Regions from separate parts of the Sus scrofa genome. Here region 2 is linked to region 1. Evidence: chromatin contacts called from public Hi-C data. All regions are on one chromosome and are shown on one strand. The core of a region is the stretch at or near the end of the contact, and the rest is flanking DNA. Distances in the headings are between cores, read along the strand shown.

Region 1 (6,512 bases), core at 3,437-5,936:
TCTTTTATCTTCTCCTCCTTCCCCTTCCCTTCCTACTGTCCCCCACCCTCTCCTCCTTTTTTTTTTTTTTTAGGGCCACACCTGTGGCATATGGAGGCTCCCAGGCTAGGGGTCAAATGAGAGCTACAGCTGCCAGCCTACACCACAGCCACGGCCATGCCAGACCCTTAACCCACTGAGCGAGGCCAGGGATTGAACCTGCAACCTCACGGATCCTCGTTGGATTTGTTTCTGCTGCGCCACAACAGGAACTCCTCCTCCTTTACAACGACTTGACCTGCATTCCCTCAGTCTCTATCCCAACAATCTCCCTAGCCTTGTTTCTGCCCCAGCGTCTTGGCAAACACTCCCAGGCACTGTCGCTTTTCCTCTGCCCTTTGACCTCCCACCCGTGGAAACGCAAACAGAACCCAGGTGGGACACACCCAAGGATTGGAATGACAACTGCATTTCTGGAGCAATAATAACAATAATAAGAACAAGAGTCCAGAAGAACAATAGTGCCAGGTAGTGCCACGTGCGGGGACCCACGCGGGGCAGTTCCAGACCCGCAGAGGCAGGACGCTGGCTTCCTCATAACACACCACATAGTGCAGAGGTTGTGATTGCTCCAGGTCCACAGCCAGATGCTAGTGGGGCCCGCACTGTGAACCCAGGGCCTCGGAAGGTGGGTGAGGCCAAATGGCTTTGCTGGGAACTTGCCTGCCCCCACCCCTGCCCAGTTCCACCCCAATCAGAGCAGCTTTGACATCAGACTGTATTTAAAAGTGCTGCTGCTGAAACACTGGTGTTTAAGAATACCCACGCCATATCAGGCCGCATTATAAAAGTCTTAATCAGAATCTCACTCCTCAAAGCACCCAGCTCGGATTTTGCCAGAGAAGCTATTTCAGGTGGCTGCTACAAAGGCAGGGGAAGTTTAAGGTGTGTGGTCCAGGTCTGATTGGCTCCCAAGGGAAAGAGTGAGGGCCCAGTGTTCTCGAGGTGCCAGCCGTGAGCTTCCAAAGGGTTAGTTACTTCTGGTATTACTCTTATTTTCTCAAGACATTTCAGGACACCCAAGCATTAGTCTCTTGTTACATTCCTGATTGTAGCCTTTAAAAAAAATTCACTGACATGGAGTTCCCACATTTGTGCCATGGGATCAGTAGCGTCTCTGGAGCGCTGGGACGCAGGTTCAATCCCTGGTCTGACACAGTGGGCTAAGGATCTGGCGTTGCCACAGCTGCAACATAGGTTACACCTGTGGCTCCGATCTGATCCCTGGCCATGCCATGGGGCGGCCAAACAACAACAAAAAAATTACTTTTTTTTTTTAATTGTAGTGTTGACTTACAATATTGTGTTAATTTCCACTGTACAGCAAAGTGATTCAGATTTATATATATATATATATATATATATATATATATATATATATACACACTCCTTAATATTCTTTTCCATTATGATTTAATATAGGACATTGAATATACTTCTCTGTGCTATACAGTAGGACCTTGTTTATGCCCTCGTGTCTAATAGCTTACATCTGCTAACCCCAATCCCCTCCCCCTTGGCAACCAGAAGTTAGTGACCTTTTTTCCTTTTTTCTTTTGTGTGCCCCATGGCATATGGAGTTCCCGGGCCAGGAATCAGATCTGAGATGTGGTTATGACCCAAGCCGCAGCTAAAGCAACGGCAGATCCTTAACCCGCTGTGTTGGGATCAAACCTGCCTACCACTGCTCCTGAAATGCTGCTGATCCTGTTGTGTCACAGCAGGAAATCCAGTGGACTTTTTGATAAAGAGAATTTATTTATTTTCTTCTGTTTTAGGGCTGCACACAAGGCATATGGAGATTCCCAGGTTAGGAGTTGAATTGGAGCTACAGCCACTGGCCTATACCACAGCCACAGCAATGTGGGATCCTAGCTGCATCTGTGACCTACATCATAGCTCACAGCAATGCCAGATCCTTAACCCACTGAGCGAGACCAGGGACCAAACCTACAACCTCATGGTTACTAGTCAGATTCATTACCACTGTGCCACAATGGGAACTCCTTGATAAAGAGATTTAGCCTAACTTAGAAACATGTTAGCCACATGCTATGAAGCAAGACCACCACTTACACAGATAACCACCTCCTAAATTGTGGATTTTGTTTTTGTTTTTCCCTTTCCTTGATAGGATGCTCTAGTGAAAACATCAGTGAGGGGAGAAAGAGAACATTTTAGAATCTCCTTGTTTGCATTAATGGGCGTGAGAACTGGCTGACTCGAAAGGCTAGTATTATGCAAGAACATCTTAAAAATATGGCTACTATTAAGTATAATATGCCTAATAGGCTAAGAAGTGTTCCTGTTCATTAAAATGAGGTTCAATACAGGAAAACTTAGAATTCCAAAAGGGCTTTAATTGCACCTCAACTTATTATAAAACAGAGTTATTCTTTCCAATTCTGGATCCAAAACTTGAAGGAATTCTCATTTCATGTGTCTTTAGATTAAACTTGTTCATTTCATACCAACTGTGCCTTGGAAATTTGAAGAGAAAAAAAAAGTTCTTTTTTTTTTCCTAATGAGGATGAATATAGCTCATTGTAATTAGTCAACTCTGGATGGGTAGCTTTTACGTCCTTACTTACGCCTAACTCTGGCAAGAAGCACGTGCTAGCACGCGTCTTTCTTATTCCGGAAAAACTCGTGAGGTTGCTGTTAATGGGACGTATGTTCAGAAAGAGTTTTCATCAGTGGTGACAGATCTGCCCCAAGACAGACGTCCACACTTTGGCAAGAATGTGGCCAAGGGCACGTGTTAGTGAACTGCCCCCTGGGAACTCCTGTGTCCAGAGAGGAGGTAAAACTCGATATTCCATAAAAAGATTGAAATCAGAGCTCTGGCCAGTCAGCTCAGCTCAGCTGCCCTGTTGTGACACAGACTGGATGGCCATTGTTTCATGCAGCCTCTGGCCAGCCCTCAGCTTGTCAGAAATTTTCCTAACGCCCTGCTGAAACACATACCCAGGTCCCTCTTCCCTGCTGACCCCCTGACCTCTCCATCTGGTAACTTCCTACCCATCCTTCCAGGCCCAGCTCAGGTGTCACCTCCTCCAGGAAGCCACCCTGGACTTCCCCGGGCAGAATGCTTTACTAGGTCTATAAAAACACTTGTCCTGGGAGTTCTCTGGTAGCTTAGAGGTTAAGGACTTGACATTGTCACTGCTGTGGCGTGGGGTTGATCCCTGGCCTGGGAACTTCCACATGCCACTGAAAAACTCCCGCATGCCTACCATGGCGGTTTCTCTGTTTACATGCCCACTGTGCCCTTGAACTCTGAGACTAAGAGCGAGGACTGTGCTAGGAGGATCTCTGCATCCCTCACAGGCACTCACTGACTGACCCAAATAGTAACTCGCTGAATGCTGTTGAAACAAGGAAGGAATTACTCAGCAAAGCCCTGAGCCTTCATTTTAAAAAAGCCCAAATGTGATATTTATAGTACTGGACACATGGCTTTTAGATCCTTGCAGAGTCTTCTTATAACAATTGGCCGGATTCCTCTAACACTTGGCCTGTTCTAAAATGTCATGGCCAATTAGGGGTCGTAAAAAAAGAGAGGAACATGGAAAAGTGACAGAGAGATGAAGACAGACTGTTAAAGGGATTGAGAGACAGATGCTGGAGTGGAGAAGCGGGAGGGAGGGTGGAGGTGAGAAGGGCGGGAGGGGCAGGGGCTCGGTGCTCCCCACCTGCACACGGGGAGGAAGAGTCCCCACTTGGGGGCCTTGGTCTGGACCCTGCATGTAGGCGCCAGCACACCCACACCCTCAAGAGACGCTACCATCCTGTCTTGGGGAAGTGTTGCCCCGGGTTTCCCTCGCCCCGAGTTCCAGACTCACCTGTGCCATGGGGGCAGGTGAGCTCTGCAAAACCGTCTGGGGCAGGAGCTGCTGTGTGAGGTCACAGGAGGATGGGGCAGGCAGGGGAGCCTGGGGAAGAGAGAGGGGCTTTGCTGACAAACACAGCCGCTTTGGGGCCATAACAGAACGGACGGGGCGCTGTCTCTCAGCCGGCTGCGTCCTCTGGCTTCCAGGAGGCCCCTCTGCCCTAGAGCAGATTGCTCACTCCTGGAAGGTACATCCTTCCCAGAAAAGGTGGGGCCACAGGCTGCGCTGCTGCCCTTGTGGGACACAGAGTCAAGGCTGCTACTCCTGGTGAAGGATGCGGGGCCTCCCGCAGCTCCATACCTTCTCCCCCATCTCCTGCCTCCTGTTTAGGCTCCATTCTTAGTGGATTTGGTCACTCTTCTCCCAAACTGATAAATTCCTTTTTTTTTTCTCCTTTTTAGGGTTGTACCTGTGACATATGGAGGTTCCCAGACCAGGGGTTGAATCAGAGCTGTAGCTGCCGGCCTACCCCACAGCCACAGCCATGAGGGATCTGAGTTGAGTCTGTGACTTTCACCACAGCTCACGGCAACACTGGATCCTTAACCCAGTGAGCGAGGCCAAGGGTTGAACCCACATTCTCATGGATACTAGTTGGGTTCTTAACCTGCTGAGCCACAACGGGAACTCCCCAAATCGATAAATTCTTAGCAGTGTTGTCTAACAGAAAAAATGGGGACTAATAACCAGTGTTGGTTTGCGTGGCCTTTCACTGACCACTATAGCAGATGGACAGACCGCAGTACGTGTGTCTATCTGCTGACTCACACAGGCAGGGAATGTTGCAGCAATTTGGCCAGACTCTGCCTGGAATCTGATAAAGGGGGTCTTGGAAGGTCAACTGAGTCATAGACCTCGTTCCCTGGTCCCTTGGGTGGGCCAGGGCCTGGGAGAGGGGGAGACAAAGTGGAGACACAAGAAACCTCAGCCTCTTTTAAAACTTTCCTCTTCTAAAAAAACCTTTTTAAAAAAGTTTTAAAACTTTTAAAATTCTTGAGAGTCAAAAGAGTCTTCTTAAGTTTTTCCCCAACTGTCCTAGGCCCTCGGGACTATCAAAGTGGCCCCAGTGGAGAGCCACCCCCAGGATGACATCAGGAACCAGCGCAGCAGGGACGGAAGAATCGTGCCACCCAGAGCAGCAAAAATCGGTGTACAGCCAATATCAGAGGAGTGACCGTCATAGCTCATAGGCCTGGTGGAAGGTGGCTGGAGACAAAGAAAGTGGTTTTTGTCATGTTCTGTTTGAAAGTAGAACATGTCACCCAAGCTGTTCGGCGGGGAGTGTATGACTTTTGTGGTGATGGCAAGAAGGAAGGGGACACTTTCCGTCCGTCTCCAGAATGGCCTCAAGGGATCAATCTGAGGTGGTTAGTCACTACCTGGATGTGGCCCCTAAAATTTGGGGACACTTCTGCCATGGACAGCGAGGTCTGTGTCCCTCTCTGTGGGTGAGCTTGTGGCTGCCAGGACCCAGAGGTATAACGGAGGTGACCTTGCGGGACTTCTAAGGCCAGGTCATAGGAAGCCATGCAGCTGCTGCCTGACTTTCATGGAAAACGCCCTCTCCAAGTGTCTCCTCTTGGCACCCAGAGGGTGGAGAAGGCTAAGTCCCGGAGAGGCCCATGCCAGCCCGCGGAGGACGCTGTTAGCTGGGTCCAGCCTGCAGCTAGGGATGAGGACACTGGAGGCGTGGATGCCCAGCCCTGGCTGGGGAGGCCTCTGACACCAGGCAGCAGGGATGAGTCACCGGCACCTGGCCCTTGCTGAATTCTTGCCCCTAAAGCTGAGAACCTGGAAGATGGCCCTTGCTTTTTTTTGCCACTGAGTTTGGTGTGGTTTATTCCATGGTGATGGCTAACAGAAGTTATCTTTCATCCGTGATTTTGCACGCAGCCTGGGGACTTTCTAGGAGCCTGCTCGCTCCTGGCTGTTCTGGAGAGGCTGGCATATGTCAGGGACACAATCTGATCTGTGCACAGGGACACTGTTGTTGACACCAATCCTCTCAAACATTTTCACTGGAGGGAAATGGGATCCCAAACCAGAGGCTCTTAATCATGTGTCCCCAGGTTTGAGGTTTTGAGCTTTCTCTTTAAAACGCCTTTGGATTTTGCACTATACAACCATGTGAATTTGGAATAAAAATATTTCAAATTAGTTACCTCTTAAACTACTTAGCCTCCCATCCCTGTCTGCTGTCCATACTCTCTAGGTAACAGTTGCTTTTCTGGGAAGATGCAGCACAGTCCTGCGGCCTTGAAAAGTTCAAGGTCATACACGTACCGGCATGGGGGCTGCCTGGTTGAGCCCTGGTCCGGGGAGCTCTGGGGCTGATCGTGGCAAAGCCGTGGTGCTGGTGTCCGACCTCAGCTTGCTCGGGGTGGCTGCAAAAAGGCAACAGTTACCTTTCCAGCTTGCATACACTCAGCAGCTTTCCTATCAAAAGAGGACAATGACCACACTGTGCACGAAACAAGGGCCTGACTGGAATCTGATGAAGGGAACCCAGCAGGGATGGAGGTGGTTCTGAGAAGCACAAATGTCCTGCCAGCCTCCAACCTCACTTGGGAGCAGGCAGAT
Region 2 (6,518 bases), core at 700-3,199, 87 kb after region 1:
CCATGACGGCAACTCCCAGAGCTAGTATTTCTGACCAAGCTAGGACTTCTGGTCAACCCGACAGCAGTGTAAAGCGGCTGTGAGACTTGCATCTCCTGCCGAGGCGGCTGACGTAATGTATACAGAAGTGCTTCGCTGACGAGGATGATTATTACACGCTCAGTGAGTGCTAATGATTATTCCAATTATTGTCCAGAGCCAGACAGCTCCCCAGAGGCAGAGCCAGGATTGGAACCCAGGGTGGCCTGGCTCCAATCAGGCTGCCTTGCCAAGCAGTGTCTGTCCTGGAAATGCAGTAACCAGAGGCCTCTGAAAGGAGACCTGGCTCAACAGGGTGAGCACATGGACATGGGAAAAATAGAAACCACTTGGGAAGTCCTAGACAACAAGTTATTCCAGGGTAAGGAACAAAACCGAAGCTGCTGGTCTGAGCAGGTTTAGCAGGATGCAGCTGCATCTCAGGAAGGGTCTGGTCCCCAGCTGCCTGGCTGGCTGGGCTCTCACCTGTGCGGTGAGGACAAGCATGGTTCAGATGGTGGGACCACATGCCCCTGTGGGACGGGGAGGACACAATTCCTTACCTCTTTGCTCTGTCTTTCTCATCTTCATCCATGAGATTTCCTCTGCAGTTTTTCCTGCAAAAAAGAACATTCGATTACAGTCTGATTCTCAACCATTCTTATAGGTCTTCCTGGCCGTCCTCGGTTTGGTCTGATCTAAATCACATGCCTTAATCCACAGTCCTCAAACCTCCTGGTTCCAGCAACCCTCTCACCCTCAAAAAGTACAGATGACGCTGAAGAGCTCTTCTGCAGGTGGGTAAAAACAGAGAACTCTTAAATATACAATATTCCACTAGGCATCAGAGAGATGGAGTGGAAAGATCTCAAAGAGCTTCTGAGAAAGTTCACCATATACACATGGGAGGAAATAGGCCCATGGTGGGTTAATATTCGGAAAACTCTTATGACCTCGCAGAACCCCCCGGGGGTCCCTAGGTCACACTTTGAGAATGGCTTTCCAGATCCCGCTCAACAAAGCATCTGTTTGTTTCAAACCTTGAACCTGCAAGCTGCCCAGGACATTCTAGAGGGAGAGCATGTGTCTGTGCATCTGCTCATTCAAATGCACAAACTCCTCTGATGCAGCCTGGAGGGATCGGGACCCCAGAGAAGCAGGATGGCTGTGCTTTCTTTAAGGCACGTGTACCCCCTAGACAGTCAAGACACACAGATGTGAAAAACGGAGTAACAATCAGACGTCTTTGCAGCCCCAGCTCCTCAGAGAACTACCTTGTGGTCTGGGCCTCTACCCTCCTGGGACACTGGCTCAAAGCTTCTTTTCAGGTCCACTGACCTGGTGTCCTTTAGCTCACGCAGGCTTGGGGGCGGGGGGGCTCCCTCACCCCTTAGAGCCATATCCCTGATTTGTTTTTCTTCACACATCTGCCTCCTCAGGCCTCCATGCAGAAAGACTTTCAGGGTGTCCCAGAGCCCCAAGTTGATCCCAGAGGCACAGTGTGATGAAGAAGATAAGCTTGGGGACCCTGGAGAAACTGAGTCACCATGGACCACACACTTCTGTTCCCAAAACGGGGGTCTGACATCAGAATCCCAAAATCACCAAACACGCCTAAGTTTACTCCCAAAGTCCACATTCCAGGTAACGGTTTTTTTTTTTTTTTTTTTTTTTTTTTTTTACCGGTAAAGGAATCTTTTCTCCAAGATAACTCAGTTTGGTGGTTTTGGTCTGCCCAGGCATGAGTCTGAGCCAGAGAGGAGGAGGAATTTTGCAGCCACAGCCCCTGTTTATGTTTAACCCCCATTTGTTAAATAGCAGGCATAACTGAGCAAGAGTTTTGCAAGAGTCGCCACTGAGCAGTCGAGGCTTGGGTCATAGTTAAAACGGGGTTAGCACATCTGCAGACAGGCATCTGCCTAATGTTTTCCAGATGGAATCTGGTGAAAGCTCAAAGATGTGAACAACGGGGTGCATGCGTGGAACGATGGGCTACCCCAGGTCTGCGCTCCAAGCAAAGAGGCAAAGTGGTGGCTGCCTGTGGGTGGAGGAGGGCACGAGCCAGGATCCAGCCACGGAAAAGGGGGAAAGCCACGCCTTTCACCAGGTGCCCCTGGCAGAGCACTTTACGGGAGGATTTGGGCTTTGGCCTGCTTTGTGGAGGATCTGGGACCCCGTTAGGATGCTTGGAGCTGCTGCGTCATACCCCAAACAGTTACAGATGACTAATAGCTATTCCTTATCAACCACATCATTTCCGATTTCGCTCTCTTTGTCCTTAAACCCTTCCTGAATTCTTGAAGCCCTGATGGTCCACACCCACGTCCTCTTCTCTCCCATCCCTCCCATTTACTGCCACTTGACCCCAGGCTAAGATGCTCTGCTCCACTTGTTGGGAGAAAAAGGCCCCTGAGCTTCGATCTCCAGGAGCACTCGCCCTGGAAGCTCTGCATCCATGTCCTAATCTGCGGTTTGTCACATCTGCTGTTGTTGTCTCCCAGGTCTGTCTCATGTTTGCTTATTTTTTTTATTAAAAAAAAAAACAATGAAGTACACCAAAGGTACAATTTACCACTGTTAAGTCTATAGTTCACATGAGGTGGCGGGTTCGGTCCCTGCCCTTGCTCAGTGGGTTAACGATCCAGCGTTGCCCTGAGCTGTGGTGTAGGTTGCAGACGCGGCTCGGATCCCACGTTGCTGTGGCTCTGGCGTAGGCCGGTGGCTACAGCTCCGATTCAACCCCTAGCCTGGGAATCTCCATATGCCGCGGGAGCGGCCCAAGAAATAGCAACAACAATGACAAAAGACAAAAAATAAATAAATAAAGAGTATTTTTCTACCTGTTAAAAAAAAAAAAAAAAGTCTATAGTTCAGTGGCATTGAATACATTCATATTACTGTGCAACCACCATTCCCACCCATCTCCACAATTCTTTGCATCTTGCAAGACTGAAGTTCTGTTCTCATTAACCACTGATTCCCCATTCCCCCTGCCTGAGTCCCTGACAAGCACCCTTCTACTTTCTGTCTCTAGATTCTGATGACTCTAGAGCCCGCAATCATCCAGGGCTTATCACACTTAGCGTAATGTCCTCCAAGGTCATGATGACTTAGCCTGTATCCGAACTCCCGCCCTTTGTAAGGCTGAGTCATGCTCCAGGGTACCTATGGACCACCTTTTGTTTATCCATCATCCATAGGCATCTAGACTCTGGGTCGCTTCCCCCGTTTGACTCCTGCGAGGAGCACTGCTATGAACATGGGGGTACCTCCTTCCTTGTATTTTTGAGTCACTTCAGGATATGGAGGAGCTGGAAGGAGCCCAAGGCACACAAGGAAGAGGAAAAGAGGAGGAAAGGCAGTAGGTAGTCAGGCCAGAGGAACAATAGAGAAGTTTAAGGGGTGACAGATACTTGTCTGAATCATACAGAGAGTTTCCAATGAAAAAGGACTTTGAACTGCAGTTTTATTTATGACCACAGAGAACCAGGGAATGGAAAGTGAGCTGAAATGAAGGCAGAGGGGATTCTGTTTGGAGCTGAGAAAATGACTGTTGACGTGATGAACCTTCAGAGTGAACAGAGGAGGAAAACTGGAACCTTTGCTCCAAATTAGCCATACGAGGCAGGTGGGCTGGGCAGGTACCGAGTGTATTAGTCAGGGTCCCAACAGGAAACAGGACTTAATGGCAAGGGGGCTGTGTGTATAAAGGGACAGGTGGGGAGACCAAGAGAGATGGTGTAGGGCTGGGGTCCGCAGAACTGTTAACAGCTCTAGGGGTCAAGGGACAAGAGAAAAAAGGACCTGGGAGGAGTGTCACATGGGGGAGGTGGAGGGATGCAGCCAGCCTGCAGAAGTCTTGTAAGGAAGGGATGGAGGGAATAAATACCTTGCCTCCCTCTCTGCCCACCCTGACCCCCACCCCCACCCCGCTTGTGAGGGGTGACCTACTTGTGTCATCAACAGGGGAGCCTCTGGGACAGAGAAGGGTGAAGGGGTACAAGGAGGGTACTCAGAACAGCCAGTGCCTTTTGTTTCTTAGGGGCTATCTCAGCTCTGGGTTTCTTGGCTTTTTCTGGAACACAAACTATTTAGAGTCTTTTTACGCCTTGTTACATCACCCCATGTGTCAAGTGTAGGCATTTGCATCTCATAACTACATGCTCAAGAAATTATCACCAGTGCTAATGATGAGAGGCTGAGGAAAAGAGAGCCTGGAACTACTAAAGCAACACCATCAATCCTGAGAGATCATAACCCACGGAGCCCACTAAATATGTGTCCACACTGGGCCAAATCAACAATGAAACGAATAAGTAAATGGAAGAGGGGTCAGGTTCCCCTTACAGAACAAGAATTGTAATTAACAAACATAGACAGAATAAGGGGACTCAAAGAGTACCGTGAGTAGATCCTCACGACAAGACCTACTGAGGGCTGTTGAAATTCAGGGGCAAACGTTTGAGGAGAATCGGGTTATTTGCATAGTTCAGAGTATCTCCCTCAAGGCAGTTATTAATTACAAAAGAAAAAGAGTAACTTTATAAGTGGAGAAGGTTGGAAGACACCACCTTCACCTAAGGTTCAAACTAACATCACCTGGGGTAAGTCGTATCCAAGTGTTCTGGTGGAAATAAGCACTCACTGTCTTGAGTATACACATCTAAGAGTGTCTCTCCTGGATCACGGAACAGTCATAGGTTTACTGTAACAGTAACCATCCAGCGCTTTCCCCAAGTGACGGTACAATTTTCCATCTGTACCAGTAGCACACGAAAGTTCCAGGGGCTCCACATTTTCACCCAATACTTCTGCTATGTCATCTTCTTAGTCATTCTAGGGGGTGTGTTGTGAGATCTCATTAGGATTTGACTTTGCATTTCCCTGATAGGTAATGATGTTGAGCATCTTTTCATGGAATTATTGGCCATCTAGACAGCTTCTTCTTTTTTTTCCTTTTTGGTCTCTTTAGGGTCACACCCGCAGCATATGGAAGTTCCCAGGCTAGGGGTCCAATCGGAGCTGCAGCTGCAGGCCTACGCCAGAGCCAGAGCAGCAGGGGATCCAAGCCGCATCTGTGACCTACATCACAGCTCATGGCAATGCCGGATCCTTAACCCACTGAGCAAGGCCACGGATGGAACCCTCAACCTCATGGATCCTAGCCGGGCTTGTTACTGCTGAGCCACAATGTTAAGTATCTGTTAAAGTGTTTTGCCTACAAGTCTTTTTCTTTTCTTTTTTTTTTTTTTAATGGGGCTGTCTTCATCACACTGACCTGCAGAAGTTTCTCTCTTCTGGTTATAAGTACTTTGCCGGATATACGTACGGTGAACATTTTCTTCCAGCCTGTGGCTGGTCTTTTCACTTTCCTGATGGTATCTTTTGATAAACTGTTTGTGATTTTGATAAAGTGTCATTTATATATTTTTTATTTCATGGCTAGTGACATTTTGTGTCCTAAGAAGTCTGTGTCCACCTTAGTGTTGTGAAAAATTATCCTATGTTTTCTTCCTGAAGCTTTATCATTTTAGCTTTTTCATGTTTAGATGTTCACTCCGATGAAAATTAAATTTTACATGTAGTGTAAGAGAGTGGCCATTTGTATATATTTTTTTCCGCCCATTTGTATATATACTCAGTTGCTCCAGAATCACTTTTCGGGAAGACATTTCTTTTTCAATTCAATTGCACTGGCACTTCATCAAATATCTTGTGTGATCCCATACGTGTGTGCATTTATAGAATCTCTGTTCAGATCCATTTATCGACAGGGTATCCTTAAAGTTCAAATACATAGGACGAACTTGTTTCAAAATAAACGTTATATTTTAGAACAATTTTAGCTCTAGAGAACATGGGAAGGCAGTGTGGAGAGTTCCCACACACCCTGTGCCGGGTTTCTCTTAGTATAAATACCTTAAGCTCATGTGGTGCATTTGTCACAATTCGTGAACCAATACTGAGACGTTATTAAGTAAAGCCCACACTTCATTTACATTCTCTTCATTTTTACCTAATGTTCTGTCCCAGGATGAGGGACCCAGGAAGGCTCTGCGGGCTGGGGTTGGGTCTGGTGCTTTAGGGGGTCACACGAAGTCTCTCTGATGAGGTGACCTCGTTCTGTCCCAGGATCCCATCCAGGACACCATATTGCATTTAGTCATGTCTCCTGAGGCTCCTCTTAGTGTGACAGTTTCACTGACTTTGTTTTTGGTGACCTTGGCAATTTTGAGGAGCAACTGTAGAATATCCTCAATCTGGTTTGATGCATTTCTGAGACTGGGCAGATGGTTTTTTAGGAGAAAGCCCACAGACTAAAGTGCCATTCTCATCAATCACCTCAGGGCATTAGCAGTCTGCATCACTGTTTTTTTTGGGTTTTTTTTTTTTTTTGAGGTCCCTACCCCCTACCTTTTAAAAATTGAAGTATAGCTGATTTACAATGCTGTGCTAGCAAAAAAAAAAAAAAAAAAAAAAAATTACATAAAAAAAAAAAA

What was found. Hi-C and Micro-C count contacts between places; a contact is called where the count stands out from the background.
Region 2: a Hi-C map of embryonic fibroblasts shows a contact between it and region 1, with 4 times the contacts expected there. A contact is called at or near these places in 5 of 47 Hi-C or Micro-C datasets (alveolar macrophages, embryonic fibroblasts and heart right ventricle).

What each region holds. Positions count from the first base shown.
Region 1 is chr3:53,316,570-53,323,081 of Sscrofa11.1, forward strand. NPAS2 (neuronal PAS domain-containing protein 2) reads right to left here. Exons shown (of 21, transcript XM_021087167.1): 14 at 6,216-6,316; 15 at 3,885-3,974. Among named protein-coding and RNA genes, the nearest start is that of RPL31, 24 kb to the left of the region's middle.
Region 2 is chr3:53,406,117-53,412,634 of Sscrofa11.1, forward strand. NPAS2 (neuronal PAS domain-containing protein 2) reads right to left here. Exons shown (of 21, transcript XM_021087167.1): 2 at 582-635. The coding sequence starts at 613. Among named protein-coding and RNA genes, the nearest start is that of NPAS2, 81 kb to the right of the region's middle.